7 separate regions of the Mus musculus genome follow, and all the other regions are linked to region 1. The links are chromatin contacts, called in public HiCAR-type, HiChIP or PLAC-seq and promoter capture Hi-C maps. All regions are on one chromosome and are shown on one strand. The core of a region is the stretch at or near the end of the contact, and the rest is flanking DNA. Distances in the headings are between cores, read along the strand shown.

The links. Promoter capture Hi-C pulls out the DNA fragments that hold promoters and counts their contacts. HiCAR-type assays count read pairs that join an accessible place to other places. HiChIP or PLAC-seq counts read pairs in DNA pulled down with a chosen protein or histone mark.
Region 2: a contact with region 1 is called in a promoter capture Hi-C map of liver, with 2.7 times the contacts expected there. The contact joins the promoter of Eif4e here to the promoter of Nfkb1 in region 1. A contact is called at or near these places in 3 of 39 promoter capture datasets (liver and pre-B cells), 1 of 115 datasets of contacts at active chromatin or transcription factors (embryonic hindbrain) and 1 of 9 other capture datasets (adipose tissue).
Region 3: a contact with region 1 is called in a promoter capture Hi-C map of pre-B cells. The contact joins the promoter of Metap1 here to the promoter of Nfkb1 in region 1. A contact is called at or near these places in 3 of 39 promoter capture datasets (cranial neural crest, liver and pre-B cells), 1 of 484 Hi-C or Micro-C datasets (liver) and 1 of 9 other capture datasets (adipose tissue).
Region 4: a promoter capture Hi-C map of liver shows a contact between it and region 1, with 6 times the contacts expected there. The contact joins the promoter of Adh5 here to the promoter of Nfkb1 in region 1. A contact is called at or near these places in 4 of 39 promoter capture datasets (hippocampal neurons, liver and pre-B cells), 1 of 115 datasets of contacts at active chromatin or transcription factors (astrocytes) and 1 of 9 other capture datasets (liver).
Region 5: a contact with region 1 is called in a HiCAR-type map of astrocytes, with 6 times the contacts expected there. The contact joins the promoter of Trmt10a here to the promoter of Nfkb1 in region 1. A contact is called at or near these places in 8 of 39 promoter capture datasets (cranial neural crest, embryonic stem cells, frontonasal cranial neural crest and 4 more), 2 of 115 datasets of contacts at active chromatin or transcription factors (astrocytes and embryonic stem cells) and 1 of 9 other capture datasets (liver).
Region 6: a contact with region 1 is called in a promoter capture Hi-C map of pre-B cells, with 4 times the contacts expected there. The contact joins the promoter of Ppa2 here to the promoter of Nfkb1 in region 1. A contact is called at or near these places in 2 of 39 promoter capture datasets (hippocampal neurons and pre-B cells) and 2 of 115 datasets of contacts at active chromatin or transcription factors (astrocytes and large pre-B cells).
Region 7: a contact with region 1 is called in an H3K27ac HiChIP or PLAC-seq map of bone marrow-derived dendritic cells, with 11 times the contacts expected there. The contact joins the promoter of Dapp1 here to the promoter of Nfkb1 in region 1. A contact is called at or near these places in 3 of 39 promoter capture datasets (the C10 cell line, hippocampal neurons and liver), 1 of 484 Hi-C or Micro-C datasets (spermatogonial stem cells), 4 of 115 datasets of contacts at active chromatin or transcription factors (bone marrow-derived dendritic cells, embryonic forebrain, pro-B cells and 1 more) and 1 of 9 other capture datasets (liver).

What each region holds. Positions count from the first base shown.
Region 1 is chr3:135,689,330-135,693,586 of GRCm38.p6, forward strand. Nfkb1 (nuclear factor of kappa light polypeptide gene enhancer in B cells 1, p105) reads right to left here and starts at 2,218. Exons shown (of 25, transcript NM_008689.2): 1 at 1,794-2,218.
Region 2 is chr3:138,523,714-138,527,970 of GRCm38.p6, forward strand. Eif4e (eukaryotic translation initiation factor 4E) reads left to right here and starts at 2,478. Exons shown (of 8, transcript NM_007917.4): 1 at 2,478-2,581; 2 at 3,555-3,601. The coding sequence starts at 3,584. Mir1956 (microRNA 1956) reads left to right here and starts at 2,708; the gene lies at 2,708-2,772.
Region 3 is chr3:138,487,447-138,491,703 of GRCm38.p6, forward strand. Metap1 (methionyl aminopeptidase 1) reads right to left here and starts at 1,936. Exons shown (of 11, transcript NM_175224.4): 1 at 1,812-1,936. The coding sequence starts at 1,925. Gm32553 (a long non-coding RNA gene) reads right to left here and starts at 615. Exons shown (of 2, transcript XR_001784010.2): 1 at 1-615.
Region 4 is chr3:138,440,799-138,445,055 of GRCm38.p6, forward strand. It overlaps Adh5 (alcohol dehydrogenase 5 (class III), chi polypeptide), which reads left to right and starts at 2,295. Exons shown (of 9, transcript NM_007410.3): 1 at 2,295-2,395. The coding sequence starts at 2,384.
Region 5 is chr3:138,141,509-138,145,765 of GRCm38.p6, forward strand. Trmt10a (tRNA methyltransferase 10A) reads left to right here and starts at 1,940. Exons shown (of 8, transcript NM_175389.5): 1 at 1,940-2,088. It also overlaps a transcript of Mttp not described here.
Region 6 is chr3:133,307,972-133,312,228 of GRCm38.p6, forward strand. It overlaps Ppa2 (pyrophosphatase (inorganic) 2), which reads left to right and starts at 2,139. Exons shown (of 12, transcript NM_146141.2): 1 at 2,139-2,310. The coding sequence starts at 2,169.
Region 7 is chr3:137,979,418-137,983,674 of GRCm38.p6, forward strand. Dapp1 (dual adaptor for phosphotyrosine and 3-phosphoinositides 1) reads right to left here and starts at 2,132. Exons shown (of 9, transcript NM_011932.3): 1 at 1,902-2,132. The coding sequence starts at 2,002. All of the region lies in intron 2 of Gm19708 (a long non-coding RNA gene), which reads left to right.

The DNA.
Region 1 (4,257 bases), core at 968-3,467:
AGTGCTTACAAAAGGGAAGGACTGTTTTCTGTATGTATACTCTAGTATTTACTAACTGGCTTTCAAACCCAGGGACATTTACAACCTCCTCAGCTCAGGTAATTGCCATCTGTGGCAAGCAAGAGGCAACTGAATTTCTGAACAGAGATAAGAGATAACAGAGATAATCAGGGTGCCACCAACCTTTAACAGGATTAAACAACTTTCTTTAAAAGTCTTTTGGTTTTGAAGTGGTTAGCGTTTCCCAGCAAGTGTAGTATTTTAGTGCCAGCATTAAGTGTACAGAGAAGCCTTCTTTTGTGTTCAAGTTTACTCAGTGTCTTAAGCCAAGAAGACATTTTCTCTAAGCTAGCAAGAGACTCCCAGAAGTATCAACAGGGACCAGAGTTGCCGAGTTCACATTCCCATCAATATGTGTGTTCTTGTAGTCATCCAGTGGGGTGAGAAATGTTAAATGCAACAGGAAGCACAGCTTTTTAAATTCCAGGCCTCTCAAGTTCATATGCAAAGCAAAGGACTTCGATGTAAATAATTTACATATTTTTTTCGTGCATCAAACAGCAAGAGGTTCCATCTCTAGAAAGCGCAATATTAAAATCAGGGGGAAAAAAACCCACTTCAGCAAGGACCTTACTTTAATCAAGTTTCTCTTTTTAAGGTCTGACGAACATTAATGCATTTTTTTTTTGCCACCCAAGAACAATCAGCTGAAGAGTCCTCTAGAAAGCCACCCAACTCTATCACCATCTCCATCTTTAGTACTAACCACCAGTCTGAGCCCCAGTATTTGATGCCATAGCCATCAAATGTTAATAAACACCACAAGTTGTTCTCAGCCCTAAAACAACAAAAATTTTAGTTAAATATGCTTACTTAGAAAGCTGCAGTGTTGGCCTTTACTTTTAAAAGTTCATTAAAAAAACAAAACAGATTAAATCTAGATGATGAAATCTTTTTATCATTTGTCCCACTTAAGTTTTAGACTCGACCCATAAACAGAGCCAAGATTGGTGTCTGTCTCAGAAGACCGAAGGAAGCCTACATGTAGCAGAGGCGTCATGTTTGTATCGTTTTCTGTTTTGGAGGTCAGGCACAAAACATGGTGCCATTATCCTAGAGTTTCCCCGTAATCAAAAGTCTGAAAGGTGCTATTAGTAGGTAATTTCTCTCTCAAATGCCAGCCCTGGAGAATCGGTGTGAGGCCCTCCTTATTATTTTGAAAATCAAAGTTGAGATTTGGCAGCTGAATGCATGATATGTGTGTGTATGGGGAGGGGGGGGTGTCTATCTCAGATTGGTAAGTGGGCCCCAGGTTCTCCCGAGGGACTGATTCTTAGGAGCTGGGAAGGGCTTTGCCAGCCAGGAGGACTGACAGGCACTTCTGCTTTCATTTCACTGACCGCCCTTTGGTGAAATCTGGCTGTGCACTGCACCAAGCACCTTTCTATCTGTCCTAGGCCGGTGGCGGACCTCAGCCTGGCCGCCACCACCCCACCCCAACCCCGCCGCAGGGGCTTGGGTACATCTTTCTAAAACTTTGCAAGAGTTCCTCTCCGCTTCCCGTTCCCGCCCGCGGAGACGCCGAGGGCCCCGCCAGCCGGCCCGCAAGGCCTCGGGGCCGCCCAGTGCGGATGTGCCCTTTCCCCGCAGCCGGGGCCGCTCGATCCGCGACTCCTGCTTGGGGCTCTCCCCTAGTCCCCCCCCGAACCCCGGGAGCTTCGAGCCAGTGGGACCCGCTGCACCGTGGTGCGGAGAGCTGGCGGCTCCGTTCCTCTACCTGCCCCGGGGCTTACCCTGGAGATGCGGCGCGGCCTCTCCTCGCCTGCGGGCTCCCGCTGCGGAGCGGCGCGGACCGGCGGGAGCCCGAGCCGGGTCGGGGCGCGGGCGGGCGGGCGGGCGGCTCAGCGGCGCGCCATGGCTGCGGCGCGGGCGGAGAAGCGCGGGGCGGGCCGGGCGCGGCGGGGCCCTGAGCTCCGGCCTGCGCTGCTAGAGCCGGCCCGCGAGCAGGCCGAGGGCGGCGGCGGCGGCGGCGGCGGCGGCAGGCCGGGGGCGCGCAGGGCACGGGAAGCCGTCAGCGCGCAGCCGGGCTGCTCGGGTGGCGAAACCTCCTCTTCCTGCCCGGCTCGCCTCGGTACTTCTCTCTCGTCCTCTCTCGCTCACTCTCTCACTTCCTGGCTGGAAATTCCCACTGACGTCGAGAGAGAGCAGACAGACGGACGGACCCACGCGCGCGCGCACAGCGGGGGCGGGAGGTGGGGTCGCCTCCGGGGGTGGGGGAAGCCCGCGCGCCCCGACCCGGCGCCCCGAACCCCAAGCCCCGCGGCGGCCGCGACGCCCCCGGGAGGCGCCCGCAGCCCAAGGGCAGGCCCGGACAGCTGGAGGCCACGGGAGACCGGCCTGGTCCCCACGCGCTGGGCACAAAAGTCAATCTCATCTGCTTGTTCCCTCCTCTGGGGGTCTCGGCTACACTCAGATCGCTCCATAGAGCGGACAGGAATTTCGAGATCGTAGCTGAGGTTCTCTCCAGAGAACCATGAATTTATATTGGGTCTGGATGAAGTCTTCAATCCGCTCGATTATTTCAGCCACAGCGCATTGTCCGGCCTGTGTGATCATCGCTGTGGATGGAATTAGAGCGACAGTGAGACCCGCAGTGTTGGTTCACAGCTCATAAATCCTTATCCGGCTCAAGGGAGGTTATTTTTCTGGAGAGGCCTCCCACTGATGACCGTTTGCGAGCATTTGAGCGTCTTTATTCTTTGGGCAAAGTGCCTCCATGGGCCAGGAATGACAGCCTGGGGCTAGGTAGCTCCCAAGTGAGTTTTGACTTAAACCTATTTTAGAGTTCGGGGGTCTCACTACTGAGTTCAAGTGGAAATACAACTTTGAAAGGCCAGGGATCAATCAGGTAGTGAGCATGCAGTTTTATTTTGGTACTTAACCCTCCGCTCAGCGTTCCACTTATGAAGTTATAAAAAACCCTCTCAGTGGGATGTTGTTGAGGGAAACACAGGTGCCCCCCCCCACACTGTATATTAGAGAGTCTTTAAGTGACCTTAAAGAGCCCTGTAATCAACCTTAAAGCTATATCATTAAATTGTAGAGACCGTTTTGCCATCTAGAGTTCAGAGGCTTCCTATAGATGGAAGACAACGATGGTTGTTATTATTTATGGGACATTAGAAATTGTAACCTACGGGCCTGGGAAATGACTCAACAGAGTGGTCGTTGGGATCTTTAGCATTCCTGCAGGTGGGGGTATCTGTAACCTCAGCGGACAGTTGGACCTGGAACTCATTGGATAACTAACAAAGCCAAGCGCTGAGTGACAGAAAGTGACAAACACAGACCTCTGTGAGAGAGAGTGGGGGTGGGGGGGACAGAGGGAGGGGGAGGGGGAGAGGGCAAGAACTGTGTCCTTGTTACTATTTAGCACATTGCTATATAGTATATAAAATGATTCTTTTCCCTGATGATATAAATACAAAGCCTGAAAGCTCTGGTGAAACAACAAAGTATAAAGTGTTTGTCTTTCCTCTGAGGACTAGGTGGGATGGGGAAAACTCTACAGTCTGCAAGGTGGGGCAGTCCCATTGTCAAAGGCACATAAATAAGACTGTTACAAAGGTAGAGGCAATGGGATATACTACTAGAACACAAGTTGAAGACTGTTCATCAGCAAGAAGTATCTAGTTAAACTTCAAGCTCCAAATGATCCCATGGGATATACCTAAAACAGAAGCCTGTGTGGGAAGCAGGTAGACTAGGCTCCTATGTCTGTGGCAACAGAAACCAATGTCAGGGATTTGTTCCTTCACAGTCCTTGCTGCAAGAGGTCTGACATTCAGATGTGGTTGCCAAGGCCACACTCCACAGAAATCCTTTGCCTGGCCCCTGCCTCTGGTGGCTGCGGCAATGCCTGCCCTCTTAGGCTTGGCTGCAGCATTTCAGTCGTGCTTCATTATCGTGTCAACCCCTTCCCTGTGCTTCCTCTCATCTGGATCCAAAGAGACCTGCCTTTCTTTTATTTAAAAGATTTATTTTAAATTCTCTCTCTCACTCTGTGTGTGTGTGTGTGTGTGTGTGTGTGTGTGTGTGTGTGTGTGTGTGTCTGAGTGTTACAGGTGCCTGTGCTACACAGGCACCTGTGTCTAAGCGTTGCAGGTACCTGTGTAGCACAGATCTCTGTGTGGCGCAGTTGTCTGTGTGGCACAGGTGTCTGTGTGGTAAAGGTGTCTGTGTGGCGCAGGTGTCTGT
Region 2 (4,257 bases), core at 1,228-3,727, 2.8 Mb after region 1:
CTAGGGATTAAAGGCGTGAGCCACCACTACCTGGCTCTTATTTGAAGTCTTAACATGAGTTAAAATGGTAACATACCAGACTGAGGAATGTATTATATTGAGAAGCTATCTTCATTATTTACTAAAGCCCAGTAACATTCGATCAGGCCAGGATTATAAGGACTAGTTATATCGACACTACCCTGGGCCAAAGTAGTTGTGTGTGATCTAGACAACTCCATCATACAGGCCAGCATCAGAGCATCTCTCAAACATTTCCCTGATTTTAAATTAAACTTTTCTTTTCCTTTTTCCTTTTTCCTTTGGCTTTCTGAGATCAGGTTTCCCTGTGTAACAGAGCCTTGGTTGTCCTGGACTTGGTTTGTAGATCAGGCTGGCCTCAAACTGCCTGCCTTTGCCTCCTACGTGCTGGGATTAAAGGCGTGCGCCACCACATGCACAAGCATGGGTGTGGTAGTAAGGTGATGGCTGGGCACAGCTGCCTGTGGCTTCAGTTGCAGCCTCTTTGGAAGACTAGATGGGAGGATCCTATGAGTCTATGAGTTCAAGACCACCTTGGACAACATAGCAAGACTCTGGGTCCACAAATAAATGAATAAATAAGCAAAATGAAAGTGATTGTATACAGACCGACATAACACATAAAAATCTAGCCCCCATATATTTGACAAGATGAAATCGTAAGTGTTGACACTAGGCAAACACATCTGAAATGTTTAAAAATAGTCAATAAATCATATACAGATATAGAGATGACTTAAACTATAAAGAATGGGGCGAGCCAGGCAGTGGTGGCACACGCCTTTAATCCCAGCACTTGGGAGGCAGATGAATTTCTGAGTTCGAGGCCGGCGTGGTCTACAGAGTGAGTTCCAGGACAGCCAGGGCTACAGAGAGAAACCCTGTCTCGAAAAACCAAAAAAACCAAAAAACAAAAAAAACAAAAAAAAAAAACAAAAAAAAAACTGTAAAAGCGCAAGTCTTTGTGGGAACACAGGGGTACTAGGAAGTAGATCCTGAGTCTTTTTTTGTTCTGTTTGTTTTTTTTCTGAGACAGGGTTTCTCTGTGTAGCCCTGGCTGTCCTGGAACTCACTCTGTAGACCAGGCTGGCCTCAAACTCAGAAATCCACCTGCCTCTGCCTCCTGAGTGCTGGGATTAAAGGTGTGTGCCACCACGCCCGGCTGGATCCTGAATCTTAAGCAAGCTAGGCAAACATTCTACCCCTGAGTTATACCTGTAGCCCAAAATATGAGTCTTCACTGACAACAGAGGAAGAAGGTTAAAAAAAAAAAAACAATCAAATGTCATTTTAAACAAAAACTTTATATTGGTGGTTTTCAGGCTTGTCAGGATACTTTCTTGCCAATGGATTGGTTTGTGCTGTAACCAACCCTGAAGCTCAAAACAGGATATTTAGGTTGTCTTTTTCCTTTCTTTGGATAGAGATTCTCCTGTTTCTTTGGGTGGCCTAGAACTTGCCATGTCACTGAATTTAAAGTCCTGATCCTCCAGCATGCTGGGTTTATGTGGTGTTGGGGGGAATCTAGGCTGGATGAACACTCTATCAACTGAGCTACAACTCAGCACCCTAATGCTGTCTTCTCATAGAAATTAACCAGACATCACTTTACAGACAACAGAAAATAAGGGGTCAATTATAATTACTTTGGTTAGTGTTAACAGATTTGTACATAGAAATTCACCTATGTGTTTAGTTCATAGAGCTATGTCTACTTGAGAATCTACTCACGCCAACTTAAACAGAAGCTTTCGTTTAAAATCACTTCTGCCATCCTGGTAAACAAAAACACGAGCAGGCACTGGCTTTGAGTTCTTACACAGCCTCAATTATGTGTTAGTCAACCCAAGCATCCATTATGTACTCAATAATAGCTATGACACAGCTCTGGACAACAGCAATGCCATGGAGAGGCAGACACGAGATAGCCTGCTTACACTGCTTTTCCTGGCGGTAACATTTTTAAGCTGCGTGGAAGCCATGAGATCCTGGCTCCCTCATTAGGAACTTTACCCAACAGTGCTTTGACGGCCTGGTAACTTAGAAGAAAATGTAGCATGCCAGTTCTGTTTGTTAGTTGTTATGAACATAAGTTCATGAACACGAAGTTTCTGTTGAGAGCAGCTACATTCCCTTTAAAACTGCATCGGTGTACGCAACAAAGTAAAGAAAAGAAAATTTTAAGACACTGTTAAGGCTTGGGGATATAGCTCAGTTGGTAGAGTGCTTGCCTAGCGCTCAGGAAGCCCTGAGTTCCATCCCTATCTCAGCAAAAAAGTGCTCTCCCAACCCACCCCCACGCCCAGCACGCGCCAGTAATCCCGATACTTTGTGGGGGGGAGGTGGAAGCAGGAGGATCGACAGTTCAAGGCCATCCTCCCCTATACCTCAAGTTCAAGGCCATCCTGCGCTTCAAAAGACCCAGGGTCAAGAAGCAAGATTGCTAAAACAGCAGCGGAGGCGGAGGGAGCTGGTCCTTAAGGAAGGCACGCGCTTGCTTCTAGATTCCGAAGCGTTTTCAAAGCTGGTTACAGTCCTTACCACAGCACACCCTTGTGAGGTAAGTGTATTATCATCTTTGGTTCATAAATGAAAAAGTTGAGGCACTGAGCGTATTAAGTCACTCGCCTAAGGAGTATGAGTCAACGTCAAGAGTCATAGTTGACCCGGTTTAACGACTCCTGACCTTCAGTCCAGGGCTGAGTCAGCGGAGCCCCGAGTGGCTTCCCTGGCTGGCACCTGGACGTAGGCTATTTCCGTCCACGTCCAAGCAGAATACTGGAACCGATTGGACAGAACTTCCAAACTTTCACGTCCAGCAAGATTCACCCCTGACGCCTTCATCTCAGGACTGGGAACAGGAAAAGCCGACGCGTGCACTCCCCTTCCCCAAACGAGTGAGAGGGTACCGTGGGGCAAGCCCGCCCACCCGCTTGGGCAGCGATGGTAGCAAGGGACCACCCGCGTTAGTGGACCGGGGACTGGGGAGACGCAGACCACATCAACGACTCTCCATCGCCGCCTCTTTCAGAAACCAAGAGAAAATGGTGGGAGGCGAAAAGAAAAACTAAATAAAAAGCAACTTGTCTTAGGACCTCAGCTAAGCAAATGAAGCCTTCTTGCGTGTGCTGAGCCTGCAGTTCTCAACCTTCTAGGAAAGATGGGAGGACTGGGCGACAGAAGGCACAGCAGGAATGCCCCGCAGTGAGTGCAACCGGAGCTCTGCCCGCTGCCCAGCAGAGGCCTAAATCCAACTCGGCAGGAAGCGCCCGCGGCGCCGGGAGCCACGCACCCTCGCCAGCGACCACGTGATCACTTTTTTTTTTTTTGGAAGAAAAAAAAAAACTTCTTGCCTTAAGAAAAAAAAAAAAAAAAAAAAAAAAAAAGACTCCACTTCCCAGAAGCCTCTCCTTCCCCAAGCAGCTGCAGTCTTGCGCAGGCGCCGCTAGGGCCAAACGGACACGTCCGTCACGTGGGCAGGAGCCGGCCAATCCGGTTTGAATCTCATTTTTTTCCTCTCGCCCCCCCTTCAGGAGCGGTTGTGCGATCAGATCGATCTAAGATGGCGACTGTGGAACCGGTGAGTATTGCCTTCGGCCCCCACCCCCGAGCTCCCCGCGCTCCGGCTTCCTCCGCTCAGGGACTCCCGCAGGACGGCGTTACCGGCGCGCACGGCGCCTCCCGCCGCGTCCGGTCCCTGCCCGCCCCCGGCCTGACCTTCGGCGGGCAGCCTCGGCGCCGGGAGGCTGGCGGCGGCAGCGTGGAGCGCACACGCCGTGTGGGGGCCCGGGCACCGGGGCGGTGGGGGGAGGGGCGCCGCGCGGGGCCGCGATGCGGCGGGCGGAGGGCGGCTCGGGACACGGGCGCGGGGATCGGCGTGGGGTCCCGGGGTCTCGGGGGGGCGTGGGGCGGGCGGCTCCTAGCGGGCACCGTGGCTGGTGGGCGGCGAGCCGGCCCGAGAGAGCCGGAGAGGGAGCCCGAGGCAGCGGCGCCTCGCCGTCGCCGGCGACCCGCCGCCGGGGGTCCTCGTGCGGGCCGCGCTCTGGAGCTGCGGAGGAGGGTGGGCTGGCGGAGCCCACCGGTGGGCGCGCGGGAGCTGGGCGGGCGCGTCCCGCGGGGAGCCGGGGGCCGTGGCGTTGAGTAGGGGAGCATGCTCAGGGGTCGTGTCGCGCACCTCCCGGCGCCGGGGACAGGGGCCGGCTGAGGTGGGGATCACATTGTCCTGGCCCCTCCACG
Region 3 (4,257 bases), core at 686-3,185, 2.8 Mb after region 1:
TCCCCTCAAAGAGCAGAAAGTGCTCTTAACCACTGAGCCATCTCTCCAGCCCAGCCATTTTTTGTTCGTTTTCTTTCTCTTTTTTTGAGATAAGAGTCTCATTATTTAGCAAGGGCTGGCCTTAAAATTCACTAGGTAAACCAGGTTGGCCTAGTAGAGTTCTGCCAGCTTCTGCCTCCAAAGCACCGGGATTAAAGGTGTATGCCACCACACCTAGCGCCTCTCAACTTGAAACCCCTGAATACGAACTATATACATTGATCTAGTCAGATGGCACACAATTTTCATAGCAAATTTTTGTTTTAAATCCAGATTCCACACAGAACTCACTAAGTTAAACTGGAAAACATTAAAGCCACAAGAGGCCCTGCACCAGGTTAATAGCTCCAAGGCTATTTTCAGGTCTCTCTCCTCCAAGTGCAAAGCTTGGAAAGTGATGTCAGCAAGGTCAAGGGTCATATACTCTCTAAAGGCAAGATCATACAATAGTGAAGGACTCTTGCAATGGTTTACTACAATTGCTAAGGCTTTTAATCATTGGCTTCATCTTATTTTATCTTTCCATCTATTTTATCTTAGAAAATAGTTGGTTTTGCTATTTTCATATAACTATTCTTCCCCCCACCCCACCCCCGCCCCCACCCCAGAACCCTGGCCGTCCTGGAACTTGCTTGTACACCAGGCTGACCTAGAACTGACAGATTTGCCTGCCTGACTCCCAAGTGCTGCGATTAAAGGCATGTATCACTTACCACTGGTGACATAATTATTCTTCTTCAACTTTATCTAGATACCAGCATTAAATTGTAGTGGAATCCTTTAAAAAACAAAACGTCTCTAAATGATAGGGCTACAGGGTCTTCCTTAATTTCATTGTCAGCACAATCTTGTACAATACAGAATGAAAGGTACCCTCATTCTCTCTGTATAGAGTAACACTGAAACTGGGGAACTTAAGTAATTTCACTTACTCAAGCTCTCAGAAAAACTAGCATGCCAAGGTCTTTGGCCTATTAACTCCCCTCTCCCAGGAACCTGTCAGTTTATTACCAACGTACTTATATTCTTCTCCTCAACAAATTGTAACTAAGAGCCTAATAACCATCTACTACTTGCCTTGCCATTATTCTGAGTCTAGAAACGCGATGGGACACAAATACTGTTCAATAAATACACACTTCTGTCAGGGCCCCACTCAGTGCTAGGTTTGCTCAGTTGCACAAAAACTACGTCGGAGCCTTGAAGCACAACCCCTGCGGGACTGTCCTTTCTACTCCAGGAACTTCAGTAACAGAAGTGACTCATCTCTTTACCTTACCGGTTCTCAAATTAATAATCTGAGATGCCAACGGAAAAGAATGAATTACACCGACCTCTCTCCACGCCTACACTCAAAGTTACTTAAATGTCAAAGCGCGGTAGTAAAACACAAAAGAAGTGAGACTGAAACAGCTCTCCTCTACGGGAGACTGCAGCCACCCCCAGGCCCCGGCAGGTCGCTTCCGTCTCCGTCCGGGATTGCAGAGACACCGGAGAGAAGCCCCGGGAGCGCGGCCAGCGGCGTCCAGACCCGACCCCGGCTCGGCGGAGGTCTTGGGCTACCGGCTCCCGCGCGTCCCTACCTGCGCACACACCTGGCCGCCCACGGGACCGCGGAGGCCTGGCCCGAACCCGCCGCAGGTCAGCTTCCGCCCCCGAGAGCGCCGGCGGCCGGGCTCCCGGCTCCCGAGGCCCGGGCCGCTCGGAGGCCCGAGCGGGAGGCGACAAGGCCCAGAGGCGGAGGACCGGAGGGGCGCGGGGTGGGCGGCTACCTGCGAGCAGAAGTACGAGCCCTGGATGCCCAGCTTGATGCAGGTGGGACACTGGAGCTTGGCCTCGCTGCTGCAGCCGTCCGTCTCGCACACCCGCGTCTCCACCGCCGCCATGCTGCCTGGCTGCCGGAGGAGGGAGGAACCGCCACAGGGCGGGGAGAGGGACCCAGCCGGGGAGGAGCTCCGATGGCAGGCCTAGGCGCCGGACCGGGAGGACCAGGGCCCGCCCCTACGCAGCGCGCCCCCGCCCCCCTCCGCGCACGCGCGGCCAGGGCCCCGCCCCTTAGCGCGCGCTCACCTGCTGCCCCGCCCCTCCCTCCGGTTCGGCCGACCCCCCGCCCTGACAGCCACGCCCTCTCCGCGCACGCGTAGTGGCGACCCGCCCGGCAGCCTTTACGCCGCCTCCCCTGCCCCGCCCCAAGGCTTGCGGTGGCGGCGACGCCACGTGGGGTCAGCGGAGATCCTACACCCCATGACGTTGGGACCCCGAGCGTGAAATTCTTGAGCCTTCGGTGTTTCATTCACTCGCAGGTGGTTGGGAAGGGCGTGGATTCCTCAGTTTGGTTCGCCGGGAGCTTCTTGGGGACTAATTCCCTTTTCTGAGTTCCGCTTCTCTCTGCCAGTGTTCTCCTCAAAATAAAAAAGAAAGAAAAAATTACGCTCATTCTTAAAAAAATATCAATGGACCGAGATGGGACTGAAATACGCTCTTCCTCATGTCTTTCCACACCCCGCTATTGAAATACATAGCGCTAGTAGCTGCCAGATAGTTCAATATCGATGATTTAAAATATATATATATTATCTGATTTTATAGTTTGAGCGAATTCCACCAATCAAGAATTGAGGGGGGTTAGCCGGGTAGTGGTAGCGCATGCCAAACTTTAAACCTAGCACTCAGATCTAGAGGCAGGCAGATCTCTCTGAGTTGGAGGCCAGCCTGGTCTACAGAGTAAGTTCTTGGATAGCCAGGGTTACCCATAGAAACCCTGTCTCAGAAAACAAACCAAAAGAGAAAAGAAAAGAAATGCGAGAATTAAAAGGCTCTAGAGTTTATCAGATACAACCCGGTAGCCTAAATCTTTCAAACACATAATCAGTAGACAACAACTGCCGTTTTCTATTTTTTTTTTTTGTTTGTTTGTTGCTAGAGGAATGCTGTGACTTTTAAAAAAATCTTTTCCACCTTAATACACCAGAAAAGCTCATGTTTTCTTGAATAACTTTTCCTGTATAACCAACCACTGTAAACTTTTAATAAAAATGTATACATTTAAGAAAATTAGTGACTGCATATGTGTATATGTTTGTATATGACATCTAACTGTATAAATCCCAGCTTCCTAAACTGTGGCTCTCAACTTCTAAATATGGAGTAACAAAATTTTTGGCAATAGTAAGCAGTTTTTGACAGCCTAACAACCAAAAGTTATTTCAGAATTAAACGCAACACTCAGCATGTGCATTGGACTTCTCTGCAGTCTGATCCTGCATCCACTGCACGTACACTCTGTATTGCGGGTGCTGTCACATAGGCAGTGACAAACACATCCTGGTTTCTTTACAGAAGACAGAGACATCTAGTATTCTTCTGTCATTCTTCATTATGTATCCAATCAGGTTGTCTTTGGATTGAGTTAGCCTCAATAGCAGCAATCCTATAGTGGCTAGAACTCTGCATAGAGAATTGAATATTTGCGTCCAGGCATTGCTGTTTTGAGTTACTGACTTTAATTTCATTTTGAAAAAGTTATTAAGTGGTCTTTGGTTTGGATTGAACAGAATTTCCAACAATTTTTTAAACAGACAAAAAGAGACTTCTGCTATTTGAACCATGAGAAACAGCGTTCTCAACATTGACAACTATAAATCAAGATACTAATCAAACCGGGCGTGGTGGCACACGCCTTTAATCCCAGCACTCAGGAGGCAGAGGCAGGCGGATCTCTGAGTTTGAGGCCAGCCTGGTCTACAGAGTGAGTTCCAGGACAGTCAGGGCTACACAGAGGAACCCTGTCTCGAAAAACCAAAAAAAAAAAAAAAAAGATACTAATCAACTATGAAAAACTAAAGATACTTTATGACCTATAGTGTCAAATATTCTACCAAGCTTCCTTCCCTCTCCCCCACTCTCTTCTCTCTCTCTCTCTCTCTCTCTCCCCCCCCCCCATTGTTGTTCTTTGGTTTTTCTAGACAGGGTTTCCTCTCTGTAGTCCTGGTCCTGGCTGTCCTGTAACTTGCTCTGTAGACCAGGTTGGCCTCCAACTCACAGAGATCCACTTCTGCCTCCTGAGTGCTGGGATTAAAGGCAAGAGCTACTACACCCAGTTCTAGATTTCTTTATGTAGAATAAACAAGCACACATGTCTCAATAGAGCAAATTTGCTCTTATCTTTAATAAAAGGTATTATGTTAAATTTTTCTAGGGGCTGGAGAGATGGCTCAG
Region 4 (4,257 bases), core at 1,045-3,544, 2.8 Mb after region 1:
TGCCTTGCTCTGTGCCTTGCAATTTTTTTTATTAAAAGACAGATATAATTTACTGAGTAAAAGGGGAAAATGTTCTACAGTTTTTAATTTTTTATTTTATCTGAGTCTTTAGGTGAGCTTATAAACTTTAGTTATTCTCAGGGGGTTTTTTTTGTTTTTTGTTTTTTGGGTTTTTTTGTTTTGTTTTGTTTTGTTTTTTTTGGTTTTTCCATACAGGGTTTCTCTGTGTAGCCCTGGCTGTCCTGGAACTCACTCTGTAGACCAGGCTGGCCTCGAACTCAGAAATCCACCTGGCTCTGCCTCCTGAGTGCTGGGATTAAAGGCATGCACCACCACGGCCGGCCTCAGGTGTTTTTTTTGGTTGGTTAGTTGGTTGGGTTTTTGTTTTGTTTTGTTTGGTTTGGTTTGGTTTGGTTTGGTTTGGTTTGGTTTGGTTTGGTTTGGTTTTGAATTCTCAGCCCCTTACAAGGAATAGGATTCTAGAACTAGAGAGGACTGAAGATGCCCATCTCCCTTCTCCCTGACTGGATGAGCACAGGGAAAACTCATGCTGAGTTAAGCCCTGGTCAAGTCATTTTTGAGGGCAAGCCTCCTTAAGAACACACATGTTTACATTGATACTACCTCTAGAGCAGTGGTCCCAGCCTCCCTAATGCTACAACCCTTTATACAGCTCCTCATATTGTGGTGACCCCAACCATAATTATCTCATTGCTACTTCATAACTATCATCTGGTTGTTATGAATCGTAATGAAAATATCTCATGTTCAGGATACCTGATACGTGATCCCTATGAAAGGATCATTCGACCCCCAGAAGGGTCATGACCCACACGTGACAAACACTGCTCTAAAGGAAACAGTAGGAAAATTTTTCTCCCTCCTTCCCTGAAAAATCGTGAAAATAAACTTCTCAAAGTATGAGAATACTCCACTCCACATGACTGCATCCTCCGTCGTTTACAAAAGTCAGACTAAACTACAAAGTGCCTACAGCAATAGGTCAATCACTCTTCAGTTTCTGGCCCTAGTACTGCTTCTTGCAATGATGAATTTCTAGTCTGATGGATTGTGATTCTCTGTATTCCTGTTTCTGTTTCGGGGGGCAGCAGCTCTCCCTGCGTGACTTCACTTCTGTAAGAATTATGAATTCCTCAACTTGTTCAACTTCTTACAGGAGTATAACTTATAATATCCACATGTGGTGGTTTGACTGGAAATGGCTTGTATATTTGAATATTTTAATCACCAGACACTGGAATCATTTAAAAGGATTAGGAGGCACGAATACAAGATTAGTTTTAAGTAAGTTGGGTTTTAAGCACTGAGATACCCTAATACACACTGGCTTGGTACTTCAAGCCTGGAGTTTAGGAACACTACCCTGACTGGAGACAGACTATGGTGATCATCCTATTAATTATATACGTTAAAAGCCAGGGTGTGAGTTAGTGTGAAGTGAGAGAAGGGCTTTGAACAGTACCGTGGAGAATGTCAACCCTTAAAGTGTGTAATCAGGAAATGAGCCATGAAAAAGACAAAATGCGGTGTTTTAGTGGGTACATTTCAACACAAGCAGCATTTGGGATTACATCAGCAAATACAGCAGCCTCTGTCTCCACATAGTTGGTCCACTCTTAAAAGGGGCCCACTCTGCTCCCTCGGTTCCCTTCCTGAAAACTTCTCTCCGTGTCCGATGGTCCCTGAAATCCCAGGACCTGGTCGTAACCTGCTGAAATCCGAGGTCGGGCTGTTGCTAGGATGGGCACCTCTCCCTCTAGTGTTCCTTCAAAGCCCTTGAGGGCCGCAGTGTTGACTCGTCCTGGACCCAGACCCGCAAAACAAGGGGCTGCATTAGCTCGCTAGCGCATGCAACCCGCAAATCAGTAGCTCGCTAGCTAGCGCGTGCAAGCCCGGGAAGAGGGGGGCGGGGGGACCGCGGACAGGGACACACGGAAGGCGTGGCTTGTTCTACACGTGCTTTCCCACACGTGTTACCACACGCTATATTTCTCTCACGTCTAACGTACAAAGACTGCACGAAAATTAGACAAGGAAATACCACAGAGATGCTTTGCAGGGGCTCAGTTGAGCCAGCCTGGAATAAAGCGCTTCACGGCCCCAAAACTACTGCCTCCCCAGCAACGGAGCGCAGTAGCCGAAACTCAGGCTCCGAAACGCGGGCCCCGCCCTTCCGGTATTAGGCCCGCCTCCCAGCCGAGTCCCGCCCTACGCACAGCCACCTCCTCCCGCCCTCACGTACGCCCCGCCTACATCGAAGGCCCGCCTCCCGCGCACAGCCCCTCCCCTCACGCACGGTCCAGCCCTCACCCGGGTTCCGCTACACTCGTGAACCTTAGCGCTCGATCCCGAACTAGCGGCCATGGCGAACCAGGTATGGAGGCGCGCGGTGGGCCGGAGCAGAGGAGGGGAACGCCCGGGTGGCCCGCTGCCGCCCGCCGGGGAAGGCGAGCGCAGCCGCAGCGAGGGCATGGAGGCTTTGTTTCGGCGCCGCGCTTGGAGAGCAGCTCTGCTTTCTGCTCTGCTCCGCCGGAGCCCGGTGGGCTGAGGCCCGCGCCCGTCACGCGGGACGGAAGAACTTGCCCGGGTCGCGCCCGGGTTGCAGGATCAGATTTGGAGCGCGGGCCGTGCTCAAAACTCCCAAGCAAAGTTAGGCCCTTCCTTCGACCTTGGCTTTCTACGTGCAGCACGGTGTACCTGTTTTTTTCAAATCACGTTATTTGACTTTCAAGTCCATCTCCAGTAAACCCAGTGAGTGGCTTGCAACCTTTATTCTGTCAACACATTTCATAAGCGTCAAGTGAACTGATCAAAACCCAGCATTTCTCACTAGGTTTGGTTCCGTGGTTAAGAAGGTCTGTACTGAGTGTAATCGCTCTAGTAGCTCATTGCTTTAGATGCGCGATATAAATTTCATATGGAATTGTAAACTTTACAGAGCCACATAAAATTAATTCTAATGGTATGTTTACCCAACCTGATACTCGCAATATTATTTCCACGTTATAAGTATTTTTAAATTGAGATATTCTTCACTCTTCTAAGCTTTCAAATTTTTACATCATACCTGATTTCAGTTCACACTTGTCCTTTATCTATAGTGTTCAATAGCCACCTGTGGCAAATGGCTAATGCATTAGTTAGCACAGTTATAAGAGATGGTTATAGTATTTTTACCCCCATTTGGATATTTCTTAGGATCCTTTCCACTGGGAAGTATTGCACTAAAGTGATGCTATATAAGCCATCCCAAGGAAAAGATAATTAGGTCGCATAATACTAAGCTTGAATACTAACCTTGAATTACTTGCCAAACCTAGTGAAAGACTCTGGGTGGGATTTTGCTTGGCTTGTCCATTGTTGTGCTAGGACTCAAATCCAAGGCCTTGTGCATTCAAGGCACATGCTCTACCATTGAGCTACACCCCAGCTTGGGACATGTATTCCATAGTCTTCTTTCCTTTTCTTTCTTTCCTCCTCTTCTTCTTCCTTTTCCTCCTCCTCCTCCATCTCTTCCCCACCTCCCACCCTCCTTTAAGATGTGTGTGTGTGTGCCTGTGTGTGTGTATATGCATGCAGGAGCCTGTGGAAGCCAGGGGGTGGCACAGATCCTCTGGAACTAGAATTACAGGTAGCTGTGAGAGTGTAGATGCATAGGACTGAACCTGGAGTTTTCTGCAAGAGCAGTAGGTGGGTGCTCTTAACCACTGAGCCATCTCTTCAGCCCTTTGATTTTATATATATGTATACACAATTTAAATATAAATAATATATATGCACATATTTGTTGTCCTGGTTGATGGTGGTTTAGGGTGGAAGGTTTGAGATGGAATCTCTCCATGTAGCCCTGTCGGTCCTGGAACTTGAAGTGTAGATCTAGCTGGCCTCGAGCTCACTGAGAGCCACTTGCCTCTGCCTCTGAGCGCTGGGACTAAAGGTTTGCCTCACTGTATCTGGCCCTTTAATTTTATGTTATTCACTGTGTGATTTATGTGAGACCTAAAAACAATTCTCCATCTCACTTAGAGGTTATAAGCTTTTCTGTGAATATGCTGTTCAATTTAGTTTTATTTATTTAGCTTTGCGTGTGTCTGAGTTTGTAGCGTGTGTGTGTGTGTGTGTGTGTGTGTGTGTGTGTGTGTTTATGTTTATGCGTGTTCACAGGTGGGTATGTCAAGGTCTCAGGCTGACATCAGGTCTTCAATTGCTCCACCATACATTGAATCAGGGTCTTTC
Region 5 (4,257 bases), core at 690-3,189, 2.5 Mb after region 1:
CATCTAAAACCTACTTCATTAGTATGAAAATAATATACGGTTCGTAGGTTACACATTTACTCTCTCGTGTGTTTATCTTACACGTTACTTCACTCTTCTTCCTGATAACTGCTGCTTTATCCCCTAAACCCAAACCTGTGTCTAACTCATTTCGCAGCACAGCGACTCCTAAGCCCATCCATACTTAGGCAGACTCCCCAGACTCCGCAGATATTCAAATCCAAGCTTGCTATGTTTGCTTAAAATCCAGTTTTCTTCTAGTATTCTCTAAATTACCCAATTAATAGAATTATATTTCTACCACTGTTCACATTAGAAAGCTGGGTAGAGCCCTTCTTCCTTACTCCACCACTGCTCATCAATGTGTAAAACCTTCACGTTTGGCTCTTTGCTTTCACTGCCCCCAGCTTTGAAATTCTTCATTTAAAAAAATGTTTACTTTCCAAGATGGAGCAAAATTACAAAATCTCCGACACTATGTGCTCAAGAAACATTCATGTCTTCCTTTCTATCTACAGGCATCTTAAGTATGTATTCACTTCTGGATCCTCTACTTCTTTGATGGAGACAATCATTTAGTCATTGCTGTACAAAATCCTAAGCCAAAGACAATGAACTGTCAACTGTGTTAAACAAGCCTGAGTTTTATAAATCAATGACTTCCTTACATCACAGGACTTTATCTTAAACTTTTATATGCTTCTTTGGCTAAACTGCAGTTTTTACTCGTACCTTTTTTTTTTTTTTTTTTTCATACTTTGGATTGATTCTGCAACCATGAGATCAAATAACCAAGTCAAATTTGGTCACATCATAAAAATGAGGATTTTTCTCCTAACTTAAAAACTCTTTTAGATATCAAGGATGCTAGGCATTACCTCTAAAACTGTACCGTTATTTTAAAGACAGATCCCATAAGGGCAACAGAACAGCTGCTGAAAGATCTGGCACACCACTCTGCCAGCCTGAATTTAATGACCTACATGTGAAGGGCTCCATATCCAGTTACTAACCCTCCCTCAGCTACTCTCTGCCCTGATACGGAGGCAGCCGAAAAAAGATGCCCTACTAACAGCTCATAAGTGGATTCACATTTTACTGCCAATGTTCAGTTAACAGAAATCTCTAAGATTTGAGAGATCCACAACACAGAGCATGTGATCCACATCTTTTTCCAAATAAAAACAGAGTTTAAAAAAGATCTCCCCCACACACTAAATTCAGAGACGATTCAGTTCATTTAAGAGCCTGTAACAAGTTCAAAAGGTCAAGCAACAAGAAAAATCTAATGATGGGTCTTTATTTGAAAAATAGTTTTTTATCTGCAAATTCTACAGATTCATCCATCAGAAAAGCCAAATTAAAACAAAACAACTACAAAAAGACCAACCTACCCAACTGTTTGGTTTTTCTTTTTCCCTCGGTTGACTTGGTCTATATTTAGCAAAAAGATTATATAAGGTCAAGTATTTACAAACGATGAAATATCACTAGTGTTTTGCAAAACAGCATAAACAAAACCTCAAAGGATGGACTGTAAAGTATTATGTTTTACTAAGGACATAAAAAGAAAACTTTAAAATTCCTAAGTTCGATGAATTTCTATTAAAAATTTCAGTTTACAATTTTTTCACTTATGAAAGACCATTGGTAACTTTCTTACATAAATTAGAAGTACGTTGGGCAATACTAGATCATCCTCTCAACGCAGAAAAAAATAAGAGCATTTCGTCTGTTTCGCATTTCAATTTCTTTCAGTGGGGCGATCTTCGCCTCGAGACCCGAGCTTACACAGGCCTGTGGGTAGAAATGCAACGCTTGACCGGGAAAAACGCCTCGCGGTAGCCACTAACCATTCCCGCAAAACCCAGGCCCAGACCCCGCCCCCTACAGGCTCCTCCTCTTTCTCCGGTTTGGAGTTAGCGCAGTCCGATGACGTAAGCCGTAAGTGCCGTAACCGGGCGCGCAACCACCGCCTCTGCCTCTGGGAGTTGAAGTTTCTGAAGGAGGACGACCGCGTGGAGCCGAGAACACTTCAGAAAGGCTTTCTAACCGCACCCCGGCGTTCCCCACCGGCCCCGCGGCACGGTAAATATGGCACTGCGGCTGTCGTGCCCCTGCCCGTTGGTATCCTTTCGGATGCCAAAGGAGCGTGAGCTACCCTAGCCTCCGCTGCAACCAAGGCTTCCGGAGTAGAGGGTGAGGGCCTGGGAAGTAGTTGCCGGTTTGCGGAGGAAGTGGCGTCAGGTGTGCGTTTTCCACGCCCCTCGCCACTCACGTGCCGTCTTCCAGAGTCGTGATTGGTCAGCTGCGGTTCGTTCGCGGGCGCAGGGCCCCGCTCGGGGCGTGCGCGCGCCCGGTTGTCGCCGCGGTGTGCGCTCCGGGTTTCTGTTGTTTAGGAGAGTCCCTACCGGAAGTGTGGCAGAAAGGAGCCATGTGGAGTCTCAGGGTAGCTTGTCGCAACGCTGCGTTGCGCCTAGAGGGCAGGCGAGCCGTTTTCCCTTCTTTTCCTCTTTTTCCTTCCCTGGGTCAGGCCGTCGCATGTAAGGGCGCCGAGGGGCAGTTGCTGCCCAGGCGGCTCGGCCTCGTGGTCAGCTGAGGATGAGGTTAAGATGGACGCGTTACCGGTTGCCACTGAAATATTTTGTGTTTAAAATGTGGTTGCGTGTCCGGAGATGTAAAATTACTCATTTAAAAAAAAAAAAAAAAAAAAGCTCTCCTGAGATTCCCTCCCAAGCCAGAACTCAAGCCAAAGGGACTTTGACAACTGAACAAAGGGCTATTGCTACTGCGGTACAGACCAACGCGTTTAAAAATAAAAAAAAATAAAATAACATAAAAATACCCTGAAGTAGGCATGTATTGATTTTAGAGTTACCGAAAAGAAAGCTTAAAGACTACGAGGGCCGTTTTAGTCGATTTGATAACAGCCGGGTTTTTGTCTTTGGCATTAAGTGACGTATGCTCTTCCCCACACCAGATAGTCTTTGTCAGTATTACTCAGTTTTGAGTTTTGTAATCCTGTCTGATAACTTATATCCAAGAATTAACCATCCAGGTTTTTTCTTTTTAAGATATGCTAAAGTAAAGTCTCAGAGTTGTTTTATCTTTCTGTAAAATGTTCTTAAATACTTGTTAGACTTGGATTAGTGGATTAAAATGTGCTTTAAGCATCACTGCTGGTCTGGGAGAAGCCTCAGACTCGCTGCCATAGAGATTCACCTCGTGACCCAAACTAAAGCCGTGTGTTCAAAAGTGCCGTGTTTTACATAATGCATCAAATTCTTACTCTATTACTTAGTAGACAGTCGGAGCGGAAGCTATCTTGGTGAAGTCTAGACAAAACAAGACAGCCAGCTAGTATTTTATCTGCATTCATGTATTTTATAAAATGAAACATATTTCATGTGTTGTTCAGTAGTCTGGCTTATTTAATCAAAGCTTAGGAAACACCCAGTACAGTGTTTCAAGAATTGATAAAACACATTAATGTTAGGACAAGCTCACGATAGGCTGCTCAAAGATGTTACTATTCTGTGATAGGTCAAGTTAAATTTAACTGGAGACATTTTAGATGTGAAAGACAAAGGCTCCCCCTGGTGTCAGAGAGCTGTAAAACACGGCTTTTGTAATTCTCACAGTTAAGGCAGCTCAACACTTCAAAATTTTGAACATAGAGAAACTACTGAAAAGTATTGCCACGGATAAATATTGCTTTGTTTCATAGGAATTTAGTACTAGAGACCAGAGGAGTTAGTAACTTTGAAATTACTCTCTTCGTTTTCTTTTAGAATTCTATGAAATCCCATATCTACTCAAGTTATCCTCTCGGTTTGGAATAAGTCAACTGAGTTTCAAGTTTCAGAGCTGTGCTCTCTTGAAAATATGTTTCATAAAATGTTTTCCTGTTAATTTCAATTTTGCTTTTAAGTTTGCATTACTGAGTCTTGTTTTTTCCACTATTCATGCCTTTGGGCATATACATTTTTGAGTTTTATTTAATGCCTTTAGAGCCATCTGTCAACAGTGTGCAGTAGCACTCTCCCTTCAGAATTCCCCCATCCTCAGGGTTTTAGGTTACTGGGAAGTTTTGGTGTTGGATCTGGGTTTGAGTAATAATACACAATTTCATCCCTTTAATCAGTATATTCTCTCTGCTAGATTTGTTTGAGATGCTTTTTTTCATAGGAATTTAGTACTAGAGACCAGAGGAGTTAGTAACTTTGAAATTACTCTCTTCATTTTCTTTTAGACTCC
Region 6 (4,257 bases), core at 889-3,388, 2.4 Mb before region 1:
TGAAAAGCTCAAAGGTTGTCTCTCATGTTAGCAACCTGGTATTTTGTTTATTGTGAAGTGACCATAAGCTAAATTTCTATAGACTAAAAGCTATTCAATATATTGCAAGTCCTGCAAGTTCCATGCTATAGTTGTCTCCTGGGCTCCACATTGGACTGGCTCCTGGACACCTCACTATTCTCAGATACAAAATCAGAATGATGGCTAAGCTCGGCTACATACCAGTCACCCCAACCCTCCAAGCTCAGCCAGTTTTCTCTTTTATTTGTAAATTCTGGATCTGTGCTCAAGAGCTTTTTGAACATTTGTCTTTACCCCTGTTTTGTAAAGTCCTAGAATTAAAAATTAAGACACACACTTACTGTCTTAATTTCATCATTACTGTGAAGAGACATTATGACCAAGGCGACTCTTATAAAGGAAAGCATTTAATTGAGAGTAGCTTGCAGTTTTAGAGGTTCAGTCCATTATTACTATGGAAGGAAATATGGCAGCATGCAGGCAGCCATACTAGACAAGCTGAGAGTTCTACATCTTGATTGGAAGGCAGTCAGGAGGAGACTGTGTTCCACACTGGGCGGAGCTTGGATACAGGAGACCTCAAAGCCAGGCCCCCACAGTGATACACTTCCTCCAACAAGACCACACCTCCTAATAGTGCCACTCCCTATGTAATTCAAACACATAAGTCTATGGGGGCCTTACCTATTCAAACCCCCACACTTGCTACATGATAGTGACAGATGTCCACAGAGGAAATTCAGCGAGTTAGGTTCCAAATGTCTACATTTGAAATGGACAACTATTGTTGAATAAATATCTTCAGAAATTTGTATTTTAAAATTAACCAGTAAGCCAACTTTGTTCTCATAACATGTATTGTATATTCGGTTTTGATCCACAGGTATTTCAGTAAATTATAGAAAATGAAAGATGAGATTTTATATGTTCAAAATCAAGCCATTTCTTTTTAATGCCATAAAGTAATATGTTCCTAAATCACATACCCGGAATTTGATGCTAATTTTAAGAATCTAGACTATTAGACAGCCCAGAACCTTGTTTCAGTAGGAATTTCTTTCTCAAATATCCAATATTTGAAGTTTAGGTGAAATTTTAAGCTTTCTTTTTTTAACATAGGCAGAATCATATAAATCAATGAAATAAACGCAGGAAGGAAATGTTTCCATTTTTTATAGGACAACTTAGCTTGCAACTCCGCCTAATCATGTTGACGTGTTACAAAGCCACTAATGTCAAAATTTTTTAGAGACTAGGCTAAGCAATGTCTAAGTGGCTAGTGGCACCTCTAAGAGATCCTTTCTGAAACCTGGGTAAAACCAGTTTGGGTTTTAACTGTCACAATTTAGATGCAGAAAGAACCCAGTAGGTGAGGATGTGAGCCTTGCTCACAGTTGGAGCAGAAACTGGTAGAGGTCCGGAAGACCATTCCAGTGAGGTCTTCCCAATCAACTGGTCTACAGAAAAGGGCAATGGTTGGTTCCTTCCTTAGAACCACAGCTCCCGTTGTTACTGGACCAGACTGCAAAGACTGCTGTTGTAACTAGTTGTGGCCACCGGACCAGACAGAAATACTTGTGAAGTATGCAATTGCAGAGAAGTTAAAAGTTACCTGTACTTGGGTTAAATATTAAAGGGCCTTATGGAGGAAGTGGCGTTTGAGGGAATTACAGATTTAGGATAAATCTGTGTCAGATGTCTTCACAAGGACGCTCGATCATTATACATTATAGTCGTGTGTGTGTGTGTGTGTGTGTGTGTATGTGTGTGCGCGCGCGCGCGCGTGTGTGTACACTCCCTCCTTCCGGCTTGGATGTTCCTTTAGAAATTTCTGGAGGTATGCATGCAACCAAGTGCTACATTAATGTAATCAAAGTCTGACCGCAGACACTGACAGTGTGTGAGTGGGTGCGTGGTGGTGAATTCCTGGGGCTTCTAAGGTCCTTGTCTTGATGGTCTTCGGCCTCTGAGGGCTTGTGGAGCAAAGTGGAGAGGTAGGTGGCCCCAGGAATGCAGAAGAGGGTGGGACTTGATGCCACTTGAGGCCGACCGCGGGGAGGCAGTGCGGGCTCCGGGCGGCAGGGGGCGCCGTCGAGCGGCCGCGCCGGGCCCAGCACCGACCCTGCGGTTCTCGCAGACCGTCCGCCATGCGCGCGCTGCTGCCGCTGCTGAGCGTCGGCCGAGGGTGGCGCGTGGGGGCCGCCGCCCGCCCTCCGCGCCGCGTCATGTCCCTGTACCGCACGGAGGAGCTGGGCCATCCCCGCTCGCAGGACTACCGCCTGTTCTTCAGTAAGTCGTTCGCCCAGCTCCGCGCCGGCCGGCGGAGGGGCCGCGGCGCCGTGCCCTGCCCTGCCTTGCTCTGCCCGGCCGGGTCCGCAGCCCGCGCCCAAGCCCGCTGCGGAGGGGACCGGTCTCGGTGCGCAGGGTGGCGCGGGGCCAACCGCCCTCTGCAGCGACCGCAGCCGGCCCGCGGCGCTGAGCTCCTCCCGCTGACCTCCGCGCCGTGGCCCGCCGCTCGCCCGCGCCGCCTCCTGGGCGCTGCTAAGCCCATCCGCCTCCGTACGGCCGCAGAACTTTGGGGACCGGGGTCTTCACTCCGAAAGCGAGTTTGCCTGCGACCGCGACCTTGCTGTCAGCGCAGGCGTACAGGCAGGGAGGAAGTGGGAGGAGAATGTGAGCCAGGCGCTGGGATAGGCTTGTGTGCACAACGCCATCACGAAACCTTTTGTTTGGTAAGGTTAACTTAAAAACAGCAACAGTCAACTGAGTTTTTAACCTAAAAGTTTGCACCCTGAATGCCATCCACAAGCAGGAGATTGGCCGGCGTTCTGGCGAGAATGTGGTGCCTTTTCTTGCCCTGTACGTTGAGCAAAACCTAGAAAGAGGGCCGTCTGGGCTGCCCTGGGCTGACGCCAAAGACAGAAAAGCTCCTGGCCACTTTCCTTTTTCTTTTCACTCTGTAGGTCTCGTTAACAATCGCGTGAAAATAGCCACGTAGATGGGTTGCTTTCAGGCCTCCTTTACTTAATACCAGGTAGCGGAGCGGTTGCAATGTCAAGGCTTGTGCACACCTCTTAGGAGGTTCCGCCCTGAAGAGGTGAAGCTAAATCTTGTTCCGAGACCCCCATGCTGGATGAGTGTCTTAACTTGCTAAGTATTAGAATTTTTTTCCCCTATAAGATAGGGCTGCAGAAGCGGCTATGTATGTTCAAAGAAGTCACCGGACTTATAGTATAACTTGAAATCATTAATAACTGTACTTTGATTTTTACAGTTACTTTTCTGGAGCTGAAGGTTGAAGATTATTTTGTGATAAAGGAGCAAACCTAGCTTAAACTCTTTTTTTTTTTTTTTTTTTGTATTATTTTGAGACAGGGCCTCACTGGGCAGCCCTGGGCAGCTTGGAACTCACAGTAGTACACCTCCCTCTGTCTCCTGGATTGAACACATGGGGCACTTCGAATGGCAAACTCTTGTCATTGTAATAAATCTTATAATAAATAGTTTCTTCACAATTAGTTTCTGTTTGCTCCTCTACAAGAGACCCTGTCTTGTTTCTTGTTGAGGCGAGATGGATTTAGGTCTTTTAAAAGAGGGTGTGTACACAACCGGATCCTGGGTAGACAACAGTCTCCAAACAAGAGCAACCATAAAAATAAAACAACAGAAGGAAGGGAAGCCCTTAATATGTGTGCTCATTTCTGAATGGGTTATATTCCCAAAGTTACAATGTAACAGCCACTGGGAGTGTTTTCCAGAAGAGATGCTGTTATATAATGGCAGAAAGCCCAAGCAGAAAAGCCTGTGGGTATAATACGGTGGACGTGTCTTGGGTTTTCAATAAGTGCAGTAATATGTCATGAATGTCTCCTATCAGAAACACAGTAGTCTTTCTACGGTGACAGAATTAATGGAATAACAGTAAATTGAGACGCTGCATGGGGTTTATGGAGCCCCACTTTACCCCTGACTACTGGCGCAGGCAAACACAGGTTCTTTGTGCACAGGTGCATGCCAGCAGTATGACGTCTTGATCCTTGGGTGCTGTTTATTGTATTTTTTGAGGCAGAGCGTGTCACTGATCTGGAGGTAGGTGAGGCTAGATGGCCAGGGGCCACCGAGATCTGTTGGTCTCTGCCTCCCCAGGACTGGGACAATAAGCATGCACCATCCTGCTTGGTTTTGTTACCTGGGTTCTGGGGAGCAAACTCACATCCTACTGCTTGCTTGCACAGC
Region 7 (4,257 bases), core at 882-3,381, 2.3 Mb after region 1:
CAAGTCATCCTTGAATTAGAGCCTAAGCTATATTAGGCCCTGTATCAAGTATAAAAACAAGAATAAAAATAAGCAAATAAAAAGTTCCTTAGTCTGTCTAGCATGTAGAGAGAGTTGAAACCCACACTATAGAGCAGTTTCTTCAACAACTGAAGTTTGCATTGTTTCTGAGACCAAGTTCTGACATTCAAGAAAATGTTCAGGTCTTCTGAACTAAAGAGATCTGGATACAAACGTACCATTTATTCCGTGATAATAATAATAAGGGTCCCCGGACTTAGTACCAGACGTCTATTCTTTGCCTGGGAAGGGAAGCCTGTGGTTTACCTGCACTGCCTGTCCCCAGACACATGGTCAGGTATGTTTGTGTCCTGAGTGTGCTGACAATTCCAAAGCTTAGATCCTGCTTTCAGGATAGGATTTGTTTAATTAAAGAGACAGAGTTGAATATTTTCTGGATCTTTCTTCTCCTTTGGGTATCTTAACTTCAGAGGCTGGAGAGTGCAAAAAACACAGGTACAAACCTTGGGAGCTGGCCAGTAAGGTCGGCTCTGAACTGCTTGATTCTGGGCTGGATGCTCCCAGAGAGGCCCTTATTCTGTTTTTTTTATTTGAAGAGAAACGTGGAGAGTTTTTGGAGCTCTGAAGACCTCATAAGGAGTTTCCCTTATTGAAAATCCTAGCTGTCAATACCAAATGGCAGTACAGGTCCTTGGCTTTAAATTTAAACAGAGAATTATTGAGAGCTGCTTTTAGACTTTTTATTAATTATCATTACATGTGTGCATGGTGTGTGTGTGTGTGTGTGTGTGTGTGTGTGTACCCGTCTGACATATCATCTGTGTGGAGGTCTGCCGAGTGGGTCCCAGGACTCAATCTCAGGCTTAGCCAGGCTTAGCCGCAAGCACCTCTACTTGCTGTGCCAGCATAGTGCCGTGAGAAATTTTACAGTAACACAATATAAAATGATACAATCTCTAGTGTAAACAGAAATTTCAACCCATTCTCAGAGGAGGATGGGGCCTCTGGCAGGTAGCTGTCTCAGCTTTGTTATTTCACTGATGTGACCGATAAGATGGGGTTTAAAACCCTTTCGTGTTTATTGCCATCCTATGCAAGGTGACAGTATGTCTTTATGTCATTGGGTGATGAGGAATTCCAGCCACTTAGGTAGACAACAGGTCCAGAGTCCTCTCTCTTGGGAAACACAAGCGTGTAGGTGCAAGGCTTTGTCTCCAAGGAAACCTCCTTTCTTGTCTGAGTAGCCCTTTTTTCTTTACTAAATGTCCGGATGAGCTGTGTCATCAGGGTCCCTTCTGATGAACTCTGATGATGTCACCTAACCTAAACCTGTCTATCTGAAGCCAGGCTGTTGTTATCTTGTGTCTAAAGGCTATGAAAGAGCTCCCATTGCTGTGTGAGAAGGAGGCACCGTAGAAACATGATTGTCGTACAAACTTCCTCATTCTTTTTCTTTTGAAAAAAAAAAAAAATCCCTCTTACTCACAGCCGTGTAGTCTTTCTGTTTATGGAACCAGTGACACAGTTCACTGCCAAGAGGTGCACTCAGAGTTCTTCCACCTCACTTTAATGATAAACTAGCCCAGTATCAAAGAAACAGACGATTGTATGCACACTCCCCAGCTGCTGAAGGATGCCCAAAAGTTGATTTTTTTTTTATCACATTCTCTCAGTGTAACTGTTCTCACTTTTAGAAAAATATCTTACACTTTTACAATGAATCAGCGCCCCCAGAAGGAAGTTCCTACAGGTCAATTAAACTGGCCAGGTAGACGACCATCAGGTGGCAGTGGGAAGAGACTCGAATCCTGGAAACACTGGTCAGAGCGGCGATTTTTCAAGGAACTGGGAAGTTGTACTCATCGAAAAAGCGCTCTTACCCCAAATCCTGGAGCAGGTCTGTGCCTCCATCTGCTCTGCCCCACAGCTCTGAGGGATCCTGGGTACTCATGTTCCCTCCTAGAAGTTCTGCTCTGCCCATAAGTTCCTTTGCTTCTGATGGCTGACTCCCCGCCAGGTGCTGTATGAAGAGAGAGATGGGATCGGCTGCTGCTGGACGCGCTGCTCCTCCTCGCTAAGGCAGGAGCCGGCTGGGGCTGAGTCTCTGGCTAGCAAGGAAGTGAAACTTGGTTGCTCCTCCCACACTGCCTCTGCCACCGTGGGCCTGAGGCATAGGCAGGGGTGTTCTGTCAGTCAGGAAGTGTGCTAACTAACCCCTCTGGCAGCAGAGCACCTCAGTCACCACAACGTATTGTCAAGTTAGATTTTGCCAAAGAAAACAGAAGGACCACCCGCCCAACCAGGATGGGGCGATTAGGTCAAACTCTTTCTAGGAGTCCAAACTGTAGCTTCTCCTTACCAGGGTTTGCCTGTAGTTTGGGGGGGGGGGCGGGGAGGGGGCTATGTGCACGCGCACACCCACCTCACACAGCGGCACAAGGAACACCGAGGAAGCTTCGACGTCAGATACATCTTCTGAAGGGGTTAAAAAAATTATAGGTAAACAACCAGTCCTGCTCTAACCTACTTTGTTTCTGGTACTGGCTCAGGATTTCTTTCCAATATTCCCTTGAGGTTTCTGTAGGGGAACACTTGTTTCTCTTATGGAAGAAGGTTTGGGGGCAGAGGCTGTCGCCAACATGCCCAAAGACCTGGGTTCCATCCCCGCACCCCATAAGATCCTGTAATCCCAGCACTCTAGAGGTAGGGGCAGAAAAGTCAGAAGTTCAAGGCTATCCTCATCTACTTGGTGAATTTGAGTCCAGCCTGGGCTATGTGAGTCCCTGTTTAAAAAACAAACAAGGCAAAGGACTGAGTAAGAAGGCAGAAGAAAGTTAAAGAACAGCATCTGTCGGGGGTGTACCCAGTAGGCTGAGCTACGCTGTCCGGGGGTGTACCCAGTAGGCTGAGCTACGCTGTCCGGGGGTGTACCCAGTAGGCTGAGCTACGCTGTCCGGGGGTGTACCCAGTAGGCTGAGCTACGCTGTCCGGGGTGTACCCAGTAGGCTGAGCTACGTACGCTGTTCGGGGTGTACCCAGTAGGCTGAGCTACGCTGTCCGGGGTGTACCCAGTAGGCTGAACTACCCTGGATGCAGTGGTGTTTAGACTCATAAAGAGGAAATTCCATCTGCCTGGATGTGTATCAGTGGATGGATAAAGAGCTCTCTCTCTGCATGTTCCCCCTCCAATATCCCAAGATGAACTAGGGTTCATCTGAGGGCTGTTCCATTTGGTATCCTAAAGAGACTGATAGAACGAAGACCTTGTTCTACACAGGCTGCCAATGTCTCCTTAGGAACCGTCCTCTCTTCTGTTTCCCAATGGTTCCTGGGACTCTGGCTTTCTCTGGTGAGAAAGTCCTCAGTGCCTAGAGGCAGTCCTGGGGAGAAGCAGCTCTGAGAACACACATATAACGAACCGGCACACACTGGCTGCTATAGTTCTCTCAGACAGAGGAATATAAAGTGTCGGGCAGTGGTGGCGCATGCCTTTAATTCCAGCACTTGGGAGTCAGAGGCAAGTGGATTTCTGAGTTCGAGGCCAGCCTGGTTTACAGAGTGAGTTCCAGGACAGCCAGGGCTATACAGATAAATAAATAAATAAATAAATAAATAAACAAACAAACAAACCAACCAAACTTAAAAAAAAGATAAAGTGCACGTCAACAGAAAGGGGGCAGGGAGGGCTCCAAATCACTGGGCAAGCCATGCAACAGGTCCCCTGCTCCTTCCTGCACATTTCTCCAGTGCTGGACTGTCCTTTTCATCCCATTTTAGCACATTTGGGGGGAGGGGGGGAGTCCCATTTCTCTTAATCTCTTCCCTTTCATTCTTTCTTTTTTCTTTCTTCTTTCTCTCTTCTCTCTCTCTCTCTCTCTCTCTCTCTCTCTTTCTTTCTTTCTTTCTTTCTTTCTAGAACAACCTAAGATGATTGACTGATTTCTTCCCTCCCTTCTTCCTTCCTTCCTTTTTTCTTCCCTTTTCCACCCCCCACCCCCCAGCCTGCCTCTCTTAACTTGCTTCCCATCTACTGCCTTCTCCTTTGAGAGCATCTTCCTGCTGGCTACTCGTAGGCTCCCCACCCTGTCCTCGCCTGCTCTCCACCTCTGCACCCAGCACTGTTCAGCACTCTCCGCCACAATGAAGAGTTGGTGTCTACAACGCTGGATGTGCATGAGAGCACCTAACAGCACACCTTATGTTAGGCCATTTATATGGTGCTTTTATCTCAGCTCT